2 separate regions of the Hordeum vulgare genome follow, and region 1 is linked to region 2. The links are chromatin contacts, called in public Hi-C maps. All regions are on one chromosome and are shown on one strand. The core of a region is the stretch at or near the end of the contact, and the rest is flanking DNA. Distances in the headings are between cores, read along the strand shown. Region 1 holds the start of LOC123443914 (probable protein ABIL1). Region 2 holds the start of LOC123443913 (calcium-dependent protein kinase 1).

What was found. A called contact is a pair of places that touch in the nucleus more often than the background predicts.
Region 1: a Hi-C map of leaf shows a contact between it and region 2, with 5 times the contacts expected there. The contact joins the promoter of LOC123443914 here to the promoter of LOC123443913 in region 2. A contact is called at or near these places in 1 of 6 Hi-C or Micro-C datasets (leaf) and 1 of 1 datasets of contacts at active chromatin or transcription factors (embryo).

What each region holds. Positions count from the first base shown.
Region 1 is chr3H:378,633,466-378,639,579 of MorexV3_pseudomolecules_assembly, reverse strand. LOC123443914 (probable protein ABIL1) reads left to right here and starts at 2,144. Exons shown (of 9, transcript XM_045120473.1): 1 at 2,144-2,462; 2 at 2,606-2,688; 3 at 3,428-3,578; 4 at 3,657-3,756; 5 at 3,842-3,925; 6 at 4,012-4,084; 7 at 4,159-4,214; 8 at 4,365-4,453; 9 at 4,604-5,191. The coding sequence starts at 2,331. The coding sequence ends at 4,759.
Region 2 is chr3H:378,397,250-378,402,876 of MorexV3_pseudomolecules_assembly, reverse strand. LOC123443913 (calcium-dependent protein kinase 1) reads left to right here and starts at 1,682. Exons shown (of 8, transcript XM_045120472.1): 1 at 1,682-2,486; 2 at 3,078-3,221; 3 at 3,300-3,452; 4 at 3,762-3,877; 5 at 3,967-4,134; 6 at 4,437-4,564; 7 at 4,656-4,755; 8 at 5,175-5,499. The coding sequence starts at 1,820. The coding sequence ends at 5,261.

The sequences.
Region 1 (6,114 bases), core at 895-3,394, 240 kb before region 2:
AATAACGTTTGACAGACTCCAATAAGAAAGGGGCGATGACTCGCTTCAGTGTTTGTAGTTGTCGCTAGGTGATCTTCAGATCTGAATGTAATTTTTATTATTTGTAGTTTTCATTGTACTATCATGATTGAAGATGATAGATTGATACTTTTTCTTGTATTTCTTTATGAGTAAATGACTTTATCTCAAGCATCTCAAGGCCATCATAATTTGGTACGCACAAATTTGCAATGTACAACGACAACCGAAAGGTACCAACGCACCAACCACACCAAACATCTTGGCAACCAAACAGCAACAGTCAAGTGCAAGGACGAGAGGCCATCGTGAAACGTCCAAAAAACGGAACAGCGACAGAGGAGACAAACTCACTTTTCTTTTTGTCAATCATCATCGGTAATACTACCTTGGTCTCAAAATAACTATCCTACGCTTAATACAATTTTATACTAGAGAGAGTATAAAGTTGAGACAGTTATTTTGAAACGAAGGGAGTAATAAGAAAAATAAAAAGTACTCTCTTCGTAAAAAATATAAAAATGTTTAGAGCATCTCCAACAGGCGCGCTTCGACCGACGCCCAAAATACGGATTTACAACGCGCGATTATTATTTTTAGGGCGCAGACGAGCGTCGGCTCCAGCGGTCGCAGCATACTTAGCGCGCCCGCGGCGCTTCAGCATCCGCTGCAAATAACACTTAAAACTTGTCCAACACGTTATATATAGTTCATTGTTGTCGTCGCACCAACATGATAAAACATATACTCACGCGTTCCTAAATATGAGACCTTTTAGAGATTTCACTATATACCACATACGGATGTATGTAGTTATATTTTAAAGTGTAGGTTCACTCATTTTACTCCGCATGTAATCTATAGTCAAATCTTTAAAAGGTCTTATATTTCGGAACGGAGGGAGTAGATAATATAGATAATATATTACATATAGATAATAAAACTAGTTCAACACATAGATAATGTAAACTAGTCCAACATATAGATAATAAAACTAGCATATATAGATAAAACTACTTCAAGTTGTCACTGTGGATGCTGTCCAAGGTAGATAGCCATGCGTCCTCCCAACGTTCATCGTCAGAAGTGAAGATGGACGTCCCACAGTTGTTGACGGCCACACACTGCGATATAGCGAGTAACTTGCGCCGACGCCTGTCCTGCCGCTCCTCGCGACGCGTTGCCGTCCTCTCCGCCCAGAAGGCGTTCTCGGCGGCGACGTCCTTCGGGTCACGCCGGCGCCACTCCGCCATGGCTCGCTCGTCCTCCTCGGTGACGAGCAGGCGCTGCTGCTGCTGACGGTGCTCTGCACGGTCTTGCTCCGTGATCAGACGAGGGGGAGGGGCGAGGTCCTGCGCCTGCTCGCGCGTGTAGATGTCATGGAAATTCATCTACGCGCGAGGCGTTCCTAGTTGCCACGCCGCCGCGTCGTGCGCGGTCTCGAACGTGCCGAGGCCGACGCGGACGTCGCCGGACCGGATCTCGGCATAGTAGGTGCCGGTGGGGCGCTCGCGGACGCCGCGGTAGTTCGAGGATGCACGGCGGCACAGAGGCATGGTGACAGAGGGAGCGGCGAGGGAGAGGCAGAGGAAGAGGCAAGGGAGAGGCGAGGAAGCGACGAGGGAGAGGCGTGTGGCTATGGGCAGCCGCGTGACGGGCGCGGCATTTTATAGCGTCTGAAAGCGGTGCGCCAAATCTGACGCGCGACCGCCCGCTTTCTCCCGCGCACAATAGTTTTACGCGCGCGTTTTTTTACCGCGTTCGCTGGAGCGCGATTTCGTCCCGCGCGCGTTAAAAATCATGTTTAATCCGTGCGCACGTTTTTTAGGTCACTGTTGAAGATGCTTTTAAATCACTAATTTAGTGTTTAAAAAGCTTTTATATTTCGGGAGTACTAGATTATTTAGACTTCCCGCGAAGGAAAAAAAGAGGCTGACAAAGCTTGCACTCGATTCCGCTAATCTGCTGCCGTCATTTGGCAAGTGCGCGGGTGGGTGCTGCGCACATTGACTAGAAGTAAAGCGACTAGCAACCAACACGACCCCGTCCGCCGTCGCCATCCGCGCCCACCCTCACCTCCTCGCTCGCTGCCCCACTTCACCACCTGCCTCCACTCCCGCACGCGGCACGCAGCCGGAGCCGGAGCCGGACAGCAGCTACCTCCTCCAATACGCGAGCTGCTGCTGCACCCGCCAGGCGGGACAGCAGACGCGAATCGCATTCGCTACCTTGCTTCCTGCTGACGTGCCTTGGCCTCCCCGCTTCCCACTCCGCTCCGCTGCCACCGACGACAGGAGCGAGCAGAGGACGCGATGCAGCAGCAGCAGCAGCAGCTGCAGGCGCCGCCCTCGTGGGTGGCCGGGTCCGACGCCGCCCGCCCTGCTCCCGCCACCTTCGACGAGGCGTCCATGGAGCGGAGCAAGAGCTTCGTCAAGGCGCTCCAGGTACGCCGCCGGCCAGGATCCGGGAGATCCCGCTGCTACCCAACCTGGCTTTCGCCTCAATCGCCGTGCCGATAGATCCGCGTTTTCCGCTTCTTTTTGGTATACTTATATATTGGAGTGACTTGCGTCTGCGGCGCGTGCAGGAGCTCAAGAACCTGCGCCCGCAGCTCTACTCCGCCGCGGAGTACTGCGAGAAGTCGTACCTCCACAGCGAGCAGAAGCATATGTGAGCCATTCTCGTCTCCACTGCGATTCCCAGTTCTAGCACTCAATTCTGTAGCAACTCGGTCGCAATTTCTGGGGTAACAACAACTTTGCATGTGTGGCAATCATTGTTTACTTGATGTTGCTGCCCGATGTTTAAACCAAACTTTCTGCCTGACTTCTATTTTGGTGTTGTGATTCTACCAATGATGGGCAATGGCTTTATATGAAGCATTGATTGGTTCAGTAGTATGCTAGTAGCATATTTGCACCCATCTACCCATGAGGCAGGAGCTGACAAAATAAAGGGCAATTGATTGAGAAACACTCTCCAGGTGCGGAGGCTTAAATGCTGAGACACCACTAGAGAATTAATCATGGGTACTGAAGGCTGTAGGAATTTTCGATTTCTTTGCACAACTGTTCATAATTCAGATTTGCTATCTTACGGTCGCTTGAGAAATAGTTATTCCAAATTGTGCAACTTCGCGATTCTCATTGGATAAAGAATAAACACTCAGAATCGTCCACCTAGAAGTAAGAACTTCTTGGTTGACTTAGAAATAGAGGCTACCTTGTTAATTTTTGTTGAATGGATGCGTCCATCTTCTGCATCTGATTGCACTGCAAATGGAACCAAGGATTCGTAAATATGGAAGAACAAAATGACGCATCAAGTTTCTGCTAGGTGATCACTGTGCAGATGTGCAACATGCAGTGAGAGGTTGCCTGATCATTTTTCCCATGTTTCTTGTTATCAGCGTGCTGGACAACTTGAAGGATTATGCTGTCAGGGCCCTGGTTAACGCGGTCGACCACCTTGGCACAGTTGCCTACAAATTGACGGACCTGTATGAACAACAGGTTTCAGAGGTCTCAACTGTTGAGCTGAAAGTAGCATCCTTGAACCAGGTACTGACTATTTGAGCACGAGAATTTGTGCTGATAGAGCTGCAGGATTTACGAGTGACACTTACTTTCCATGTTCAGCAAGTCCTGACTTGCCAAACTTACACCGATAAAGAAGGCCTTAGGCAGCAGCAGATGATTGGAAACGCTACAAGACACCACAAACATTACATCGTACCAAGTAAGGACGTGTGATACAAACATGTAATTCTCAGCCCAAGAAACGATTATCATCCAATTTAACTTGTTAAATTTTTCTTAACTAGCTGCGGGAAACAAAAGAATGCAAGCCTTTTCTGAGATGCAAACAGACGCCGAGTTTGACTTAAAGCCTAAACCTTATCCCTCAGGTGCCTTTTCTTGCTTCTGTGCACACATGTGGAATTTTGATGCCAAGTATTTCGTGTACTAATGCAAAATGTTTTCCTTATTTTAGAGAAGACTCTTTTCTGGCACTTGGCTTCAGAGAAGAACACCAAAACCAATGGAGAACACCAATCTGAATTGGGGTAAGTATGTCACCTCCATTTTTCTCCACTCTTCCGAAATGGGGCATTTGATTTGTTGTCATCTGCTTTTGCAGCCACGGGGAAACGAAAACTACTAAGCCTACATCCAGTGGTGGGTTCAACCTTACAGGTATTTAATTTATTTGGTTGCTTATAGCCCCAGTTGAGTGTTTTGCTTTTATGATTGGTACTAAGTGTACCTATTTAGGCAGATGTTTGCATAGTTTATATCTGTGTGTACAGACAACAAACATTTTATCTGAAACAACTCACGTTTCAGGTAAGGAATTGTCTGTGTCTCCCTTGCCCAAGCGTCTGCAGTCGAATGTGAGCAGCTCAGACATTGTTACGCGTAACATTGGCATGAAGGTAAACCATGATATGATGAAATATGTGTTTAGTATTAAGGCCTGTAATTCATTTGATGGTGTAAAACCTATCTATTTCCCTCCACAGACAACTTATCTTGTGTACAGATTTGTTGATTATATATTGCGATTGCCTGATTTACATTTTCAGGATCAGCCTGGTGCAAGGCATTTGGCATCATTCAGTTCTCTCGACAACCCAAGAGGGCGTCAAATCCAAAAGGCTCCAGTCCGCACCAAAAGTATGCTAGCTGCTTTCTTTGTCAGGCACAGGTCCGGAAAGATGAAAAACGTCTCCGTTCGTTGATCAACTACAAACCTGCAGTTTGCTCAAGCCCGCCCCACCATGAAGTACATGCAACAAACTCAGTCCACATCTCTTATATGCGCATCTTGTATGTTAGTGGTCTAGAGATAGACCTTATTTTGATGCCCTTTTCATCTCTAAATTGATGACAAAATTATATGGATATAGTCAGTCTTAAACCACCGTGGAAGTTTTCAGTATAAATGAATGAGATGGAATGCATATGGGTATGTCAATGCTAAGTTCCTTTCATTTATATATAGATCATAAAGCGTATCTGTAAAGAAAACAACAGAAGATTTGTATGTCCATGAATGTATGTTCATAGTGTTTTTTTCTGAAAAACTATTGCCACTGGGTGATACGGGTGGAAGGAAGAAACCTTCAATTTGTATCTTGACATGCCTATAACTTGATGAGGTACTTACGTAAGATTGTGATTGGTGCATGGGATGAGGGTCGATGATATTGCCAAAAATTGCATGTATGGTCTGTTTTTGTTGGGAGTACTGAGGATGGATGAGATGAAATTATGAGACCTCTCTTGTCTTTGTTGGAGTAATGAGTATGGATGAGATGAATTATTATATGTTTACATTTATGGCTTATTCGGTTTGGAGGAATTTTTAAGGATTCCTAGATGATTTTTTTCAAGGTTTTTTTTTTTCCTATGGTGAGTATTCGTATCATAGGAATAGAGGCGCAAACTCCAAAGTTTTTTTTTTTTTTGCAGGAATGGATTGTGTTTATATTGATCTAATTCCTTAGGGTTCTTAGTATTAGGTGAGACCTCATGAAAAATTCCTAAGAATTGCAGTGGGCATGATATCCCAATCCTTACTTTCCTACTCCTATGATTTGAGAATTATGTAAAACAAATGAGCCATTCCTCTTTTTTCTAGAGGGAACTATTGATCTCAAACTGGTAAACTGGACAAAACGTAGGTTACCAAACGAATTACAAGAACTGGAAAGTACTCTATCTGAGACACATACGGAATAGTTTTTGTACAAAGGCCCACAGTAAAACTCAAACACAAAATTAAGACCAAACAAAGAGATAGAGGCTTTTCAAACTCATATTCTTGAATTCTTGCACCAGCACGAATAGAAGACAAGTTAGGCCCCGCTTGGAATCCCTGTATACATTTAGAGCATCTCTAACAGACCTCGTATAACGTCGACCCGTAAAACGCATTTACAGTTTGCGGAAAAACGGCTTTACGGACCGGCACGAGCGAGGGCAGAGTCAGACCGTGCAAAACGGATCCGTAAAAAAGGATATTCGCATAAGATGCTAATTTTTTCCTCACATCTTCTTTCTCTCGCCCGTGTCCTTGGTTAACTAAATTTGT
Region 2 (5,627 bases), core at 433-2,932:
TAGTAGAAAGAATTAAATTCTCGTGTTTGAGAGTTTAATTATTTCTACTAAACAACGGTTTTCTTGTGCTTCACTTATATCATTTGAAGTTGAATGTCTGTTTCTCTACATATAGAATGCTCTTTTGCTTCACTTATATTTATTAGAGCATGTCCAGGTCTTTTTGTTTAGTAGAAAGCTTTTTGTGTAACGCAAGAGAAAGATTTTCCATAGGCAATTGAATATAACATGATAGATACTTATCACATGCAATAAGGGACAGACATACGCTAACACACTTTTCGTACTTGGATCATATGCACTTATGATTGGACCTCTAGAAAGCATCGACAACTACTAGAAATCATTAAGGTAAACTCAACCATAGCGTTAAACATCAAGTCCTCTTTACTCCGGTACACACATAACTCCCTTACTCGGGTGTAAGCTTTTGTCACTCTAGCCACTCGCTATAAGTGAATCATGAACATATTGCAAAACCTCCAGCGTTAATCCTTCACGTGTGCACCTTACGGAAGGCACCTTAGGGCAACACCATATCAACACACAACTCATATCAATAACATCATATCACAATTAATCTGTAGGACAAAAGAAATCTACTCAAACATCTTAGGATAGCCACACATCATTGGATAATAAATTAATAATATATAGCATTAAGCACCATGTTCAAGTAAAGATTACAGTGGGGAAGAGAAGTTTTATACCGCTGCATAGAGGAGGAGAGAGTTGGTGGCGACGGCGATAAAGTTGTTGGTGTAGCTCGCCGTCACGATGGTTGCCCCGACGTCGCTCCGGAGCCACCGGGAGAGAGGGGGAGATAGCCCCCAACCTTCTTCCTCTTCCTTGGCCTCCTCCCTGGGTGCGAGGTTTTTTTCCTCTCGTCCATGGCCGCCATGGCACCCGGAGGGCAGCAGCCCCCCCGGGATTGGATCTCTCTCTCTCTTTCTCTTCTATTTTCGTGACCTGTTTTCTCGCCCTTCACCGTTTCTTAAATATCCGGAGATCCGTAACTTCAATTGGGCTGAAATTTTAAAGGGATTTTTATCAAGAAATTATCTTTCTTGCAGCCAAAGGAGAGATTCAACCGACTTAAGGGCTATCCACAAGCTATGAGGGCGAGACCCTACCCCCTCTTAGTCATTCACGATGGATGGTGCGTTAACAAGCGAAATTCAGTAGGAGCTGGGGGGTGGGGGTGGGGTCTTCAGAGGTGCCCGACGTTGGTCGATACACAGTGTTGTTCTTAGCACGGTAGACACTTTTTCTTTGTAGTTTGTTTGGTCATCGGTGGTTGTATCTAGTCTTATCTAGATGTGGTGTTCATGTTATACTGGTTATTCACAGTGAGTGATAATATTCATGTTATACCTTTACTAAAAAAAGGTATGGTACATCTATGTGTAATTTCAAAAAACGAGATTAATACTTTAAACGTCATATTTAACAATCGCAAAGCAACCTTAGTAACTTCATCACCATAGATACCCTAGTTGTTGGGAGGGGCAGATCATGTTAAGACTTTCGAAGAGGAGTCGACTAAACTTGTGTCACAAGATCAACACAGTGAATCCGAAAGAAAAACACAGTGATTTCACCGGCTCACGGACGGACAACCTCCCCGCCACAACCCGGCAACTCGCTTCCCTTCCGCACCCACCCGATCGATTCCCCCACCCCAACACCGCAGCGCAGATCACGCGGTCTCCACGGTCGTCTCTCCCCCAAAACTCCCACGCTAGCACCGCTGCTGCTTCAAACCCCGAGCGAGCCCCCTATCGCCTCGATCTCCCTTCGTCAAACCCATTCGCACACAATGGGCAACCGCACCTCGCGCCACCGCCGCGCCGCCGCCGACCAGCCGGCCGCGGCCCCTCCGCCGACGGCCCAGCCCAAACCCCAGCCGCAGCCGAAGCCGAAGCCACAGACGGCGCCGGCCCCGGCCCCGACGCCGGAAGCGGGACAGGTAGCCATGGGCCGCGTTCTGGGACGTCCGATGGAGGACGTGCGCGCGACCTACACCTTCGGCCGCGAGCTCGGCCGGGGGCAGTTCGGGGTCACCTACCTCGTCACGCACAAGGCTACGGGCCAGCGCTTCGCCTGCAAGTCCATCGCCACGCGGAAGCTCGTCCACCGCGATGACATCGAGGATGTGCAGCGCGAGGTGCAGATCATGCACCACCTCACGGGTCACCGCAACATCGTCGAGCTCCGCGGCGCCTACGAGGACCGCCACTCGGTCAACCTCATCATGGAGCTGTGTGAGGGAGGGGAGCTATTCGACCGCATCATCGCGCGGGGGCACTACTCCGAGCGAGCCGCCGCCTTGCTCTGCCGCGAGATGGTCTCCGTTGTGCATAGCTGCCACTCCATGGGGGTTTTCCACCGGGATCTCAAGCCCGAGAACTTTTTGTTTCTGAATAACAAGGAGGACTCGCCGCTCAAGGCCACTGACTTCGGCCTCTCCGTCTTCTTCAAACACGGTGAGCGCTTCATTTGACTCAGTCGGGTATGGATTGAATTGTGAGAGATTCTTCCCGTCTTCGACTTGATGTGGATTTTGGTTTGACTTTTAACCGATTCCCGTGGATCGAGAGGTTTGAAGTTGGGAGGTGCTAAAATTAGAGCTAGATACGAGACAGCAATTGGCTTATGCTTATGTCATACTTAGATCTTGTAGATGTTATAGCTTTGATTCTTGTTGTGTGCTGTTGTTGGTATGGGGATGTAGTGATCCACCATCTACTCTTAGTTCTTTGGGGACAGCTCTGGCTTGGTGCACAAGGTGATAATGAAATGACATTATAGATTTGCATTATTTACATCTGTGCACAATGTTGTTCCTATCATTGATAGTTGAGGGAAAAAAGGATGGCATATATACCCTGCAAAACATGCGTGCACATGTACCAGAAATGACACCTAAATTTTTCCGACGAAACCAGATGCTTCACATGCAAACTGTTGTTGCCGTGCTCTTTATCACTAGAAAGTACAAAATAGAGCTGGCTTTTAATTTTCTTTGTATTCACGGCATGTTTAAAATGAGCTAAGGCCTACTATGAATCTTACAGGGGAGCAGTTTAAGGATCTTGTTGGAAGTGCGTATTATGTTGCTCCTGAGGTTCTGAAGCGGCACTATGGAGCAGAAGCTGACATATGGAGTGCTGGGATTATTCTGTACATCCTTCTGTCTGGTGTTCCTCCTTTTTGGGCAGGTGATGTGTGCCAATTCTCATCCGAGTTAGATTTTCTGCTTTTTATTTATCCATTAACACACATGTTCTATTTTCCAGACAATGAGGATGGCATATTTGAGGCTGTCTTGCTTGGTCACATAGATTTCTCATCTGACCCTTGGCCTTCAATATCTAATGGTGCAAAAGATTTGGTGAAGAAGATGTTGCGGCAAGACCCCAAAGAGCGCTTGACTGCTGCGGAGATTTTGAGTAATTATCAACTGCTCTTTCTGTTATCATGTGACTGCACACACATTTCATAGCATGTCATTCTTATTTGTAAAGAGATGTGCACTCGCCTAGTAGATTATTAGCAGATCAAAATCAGTCATTTGTCCCAGTGTATTCCATCTGTATTTTTTTATACAAAGCACTGCTAATAATGTTATTAGTAATTCAGAAGTAGATTACTGAGTTTATTCTCGTTGTTGAAGACCTGTCATCTTTCTTTAGGGACTAAGTATTCATTTATGTGCTGTTTGGAAATATAATTTCTGACCTAATACTTTACACATTCAGATCACCCATGGATCAGGGAAGATGGAGAGGCTCCAGATAAGCCACTTGACATTACTGTTATCAGTAGAATGAAGCAGTTCAGGGCGATGAACAAGCTTAAGAAAGTTGCATTGAAGGTTATTGAAGACTTAATAATATTTACCTTTCCTGCTGGCATTGAGTTTCATTAGCAACTAAATCTACTATTTTCCTCCATTATAACCAGATCGTTGCAGAGAACTTGTCTGAGGAAGAGATTACAGGCTTGAAAGAAATGTTCAGATCCCTGGACACTGATAACAGTGGGACAATTACTCTTGAAGAGCTAAGATCTGGTTTACCAAAACTTGGCACCAAAATTTCTGAATCAGAAATTACACAGTTAATGGAGGCGGTATGTTTGTACTCCACAGGCATATACTATTGTTTTTTACATGCTACATTCTCCCATACCATATGAGTTTCCTAGAACCTACCTTACTTCAAAAGAAAAAGAAAATAGGCCACTTGCAACTTCGCATAGTTTTCTTGACGATGATGTATCAATGTAGACCACAAAATATCATTGTGTGCTCATTTGGTAGGAAGAGTTTGATGGTAGCATGTTTAAAAGTGCTTTGCAACTGTTTCCAACTTCCCTTAGTTCTAGCATAAGCCATTTTGTGTCCTTATTCTTTTTCCTTTATGACAAAACAGGCTGATGTTGATGGAAATGGGACCATTGATTATTCTGAGTTCGTATCAGCGACAATGCACATGAATAGATTGGAGAAGGAAGACCACATACTTAAAGCATTTGAATATTTTGATAAGGACCACAGCGGGTAATTGAACTTAACTTGAATGCCATATTCTATTATTTTGAGTTCTGACTGTTTGCATTGTTTTTCTAATTGCTGAAATCTGTGTGTGCAGATACATAACAGTAGATGAGCTGGAAGAAGCTCTGAAGAAGTATGACATGGGGGATGATAAAACAATTAAAGATATCATTGCTGAAGTAGATACAGATCATGTAAGTCTATGTTACAAACATCAAAATGATTGCACATAAAATCCACTTGTTCATATGTGTGCCATGTGCACATGTCGACTTCTTTCATGATGCTGTCATCTCTTTTGTTTTGCTTTTGCTAGGAGTTACTCATCTATCTATATTAGTGATGTATATAAACACATTGAACTAAATTCATGTAGATAAATCATAAATATAAATAAGAATGTGCACAATGTATCTTGACCAGTTTGTTAACTGATTCTATGACTCCATCCGTAAACTTGTATCATCACTACTTCTGCTTCACAAGCCGGCATGGAGAATGACAATCATTACTGACCCTATTTTACATTTTCGGAGCTACAACTTGAGTTAACAAATGGCTGCCTGTCTCAGTTCATCACGGTGCTAATAATTTTCTTCTTATTAATTGTCAGGATGGAAGAATCAACTACCAGGAGTTTGTTGCCATGATGAGAAACAACAGCCCTGAGATTGTTCCAAATCGGCGGCGCATGTTCTAATTATCTTCTACTGTAACTTCTTGAATACCGCTTAGACATCTTCCTGGCCCCATTATCTTCCAAGAATACTTTCGAGGGATGTGTCATTTCGATGTTATTGTCCCTCATCTTTGGACTTGGTGTGTATTTCCTCGATCACATGATTGGTTCAGTTGCTGCAGCGACGGTGTTATGATCATATGTCGTACTGCCTCCTGATCATTTATATGAAAACAGGCGTTGTTTATCAGTTTTTTAATGATTATGTTAAGCAGCGCTACATTATTCTGGACAAACATATCTCAAGTGTGGTTCTGAATGTCTGCTATGAAATGGTGGTATAGACGCTGACGCGCCACCTACAAATTGCGAACTATGCTGTTGAAC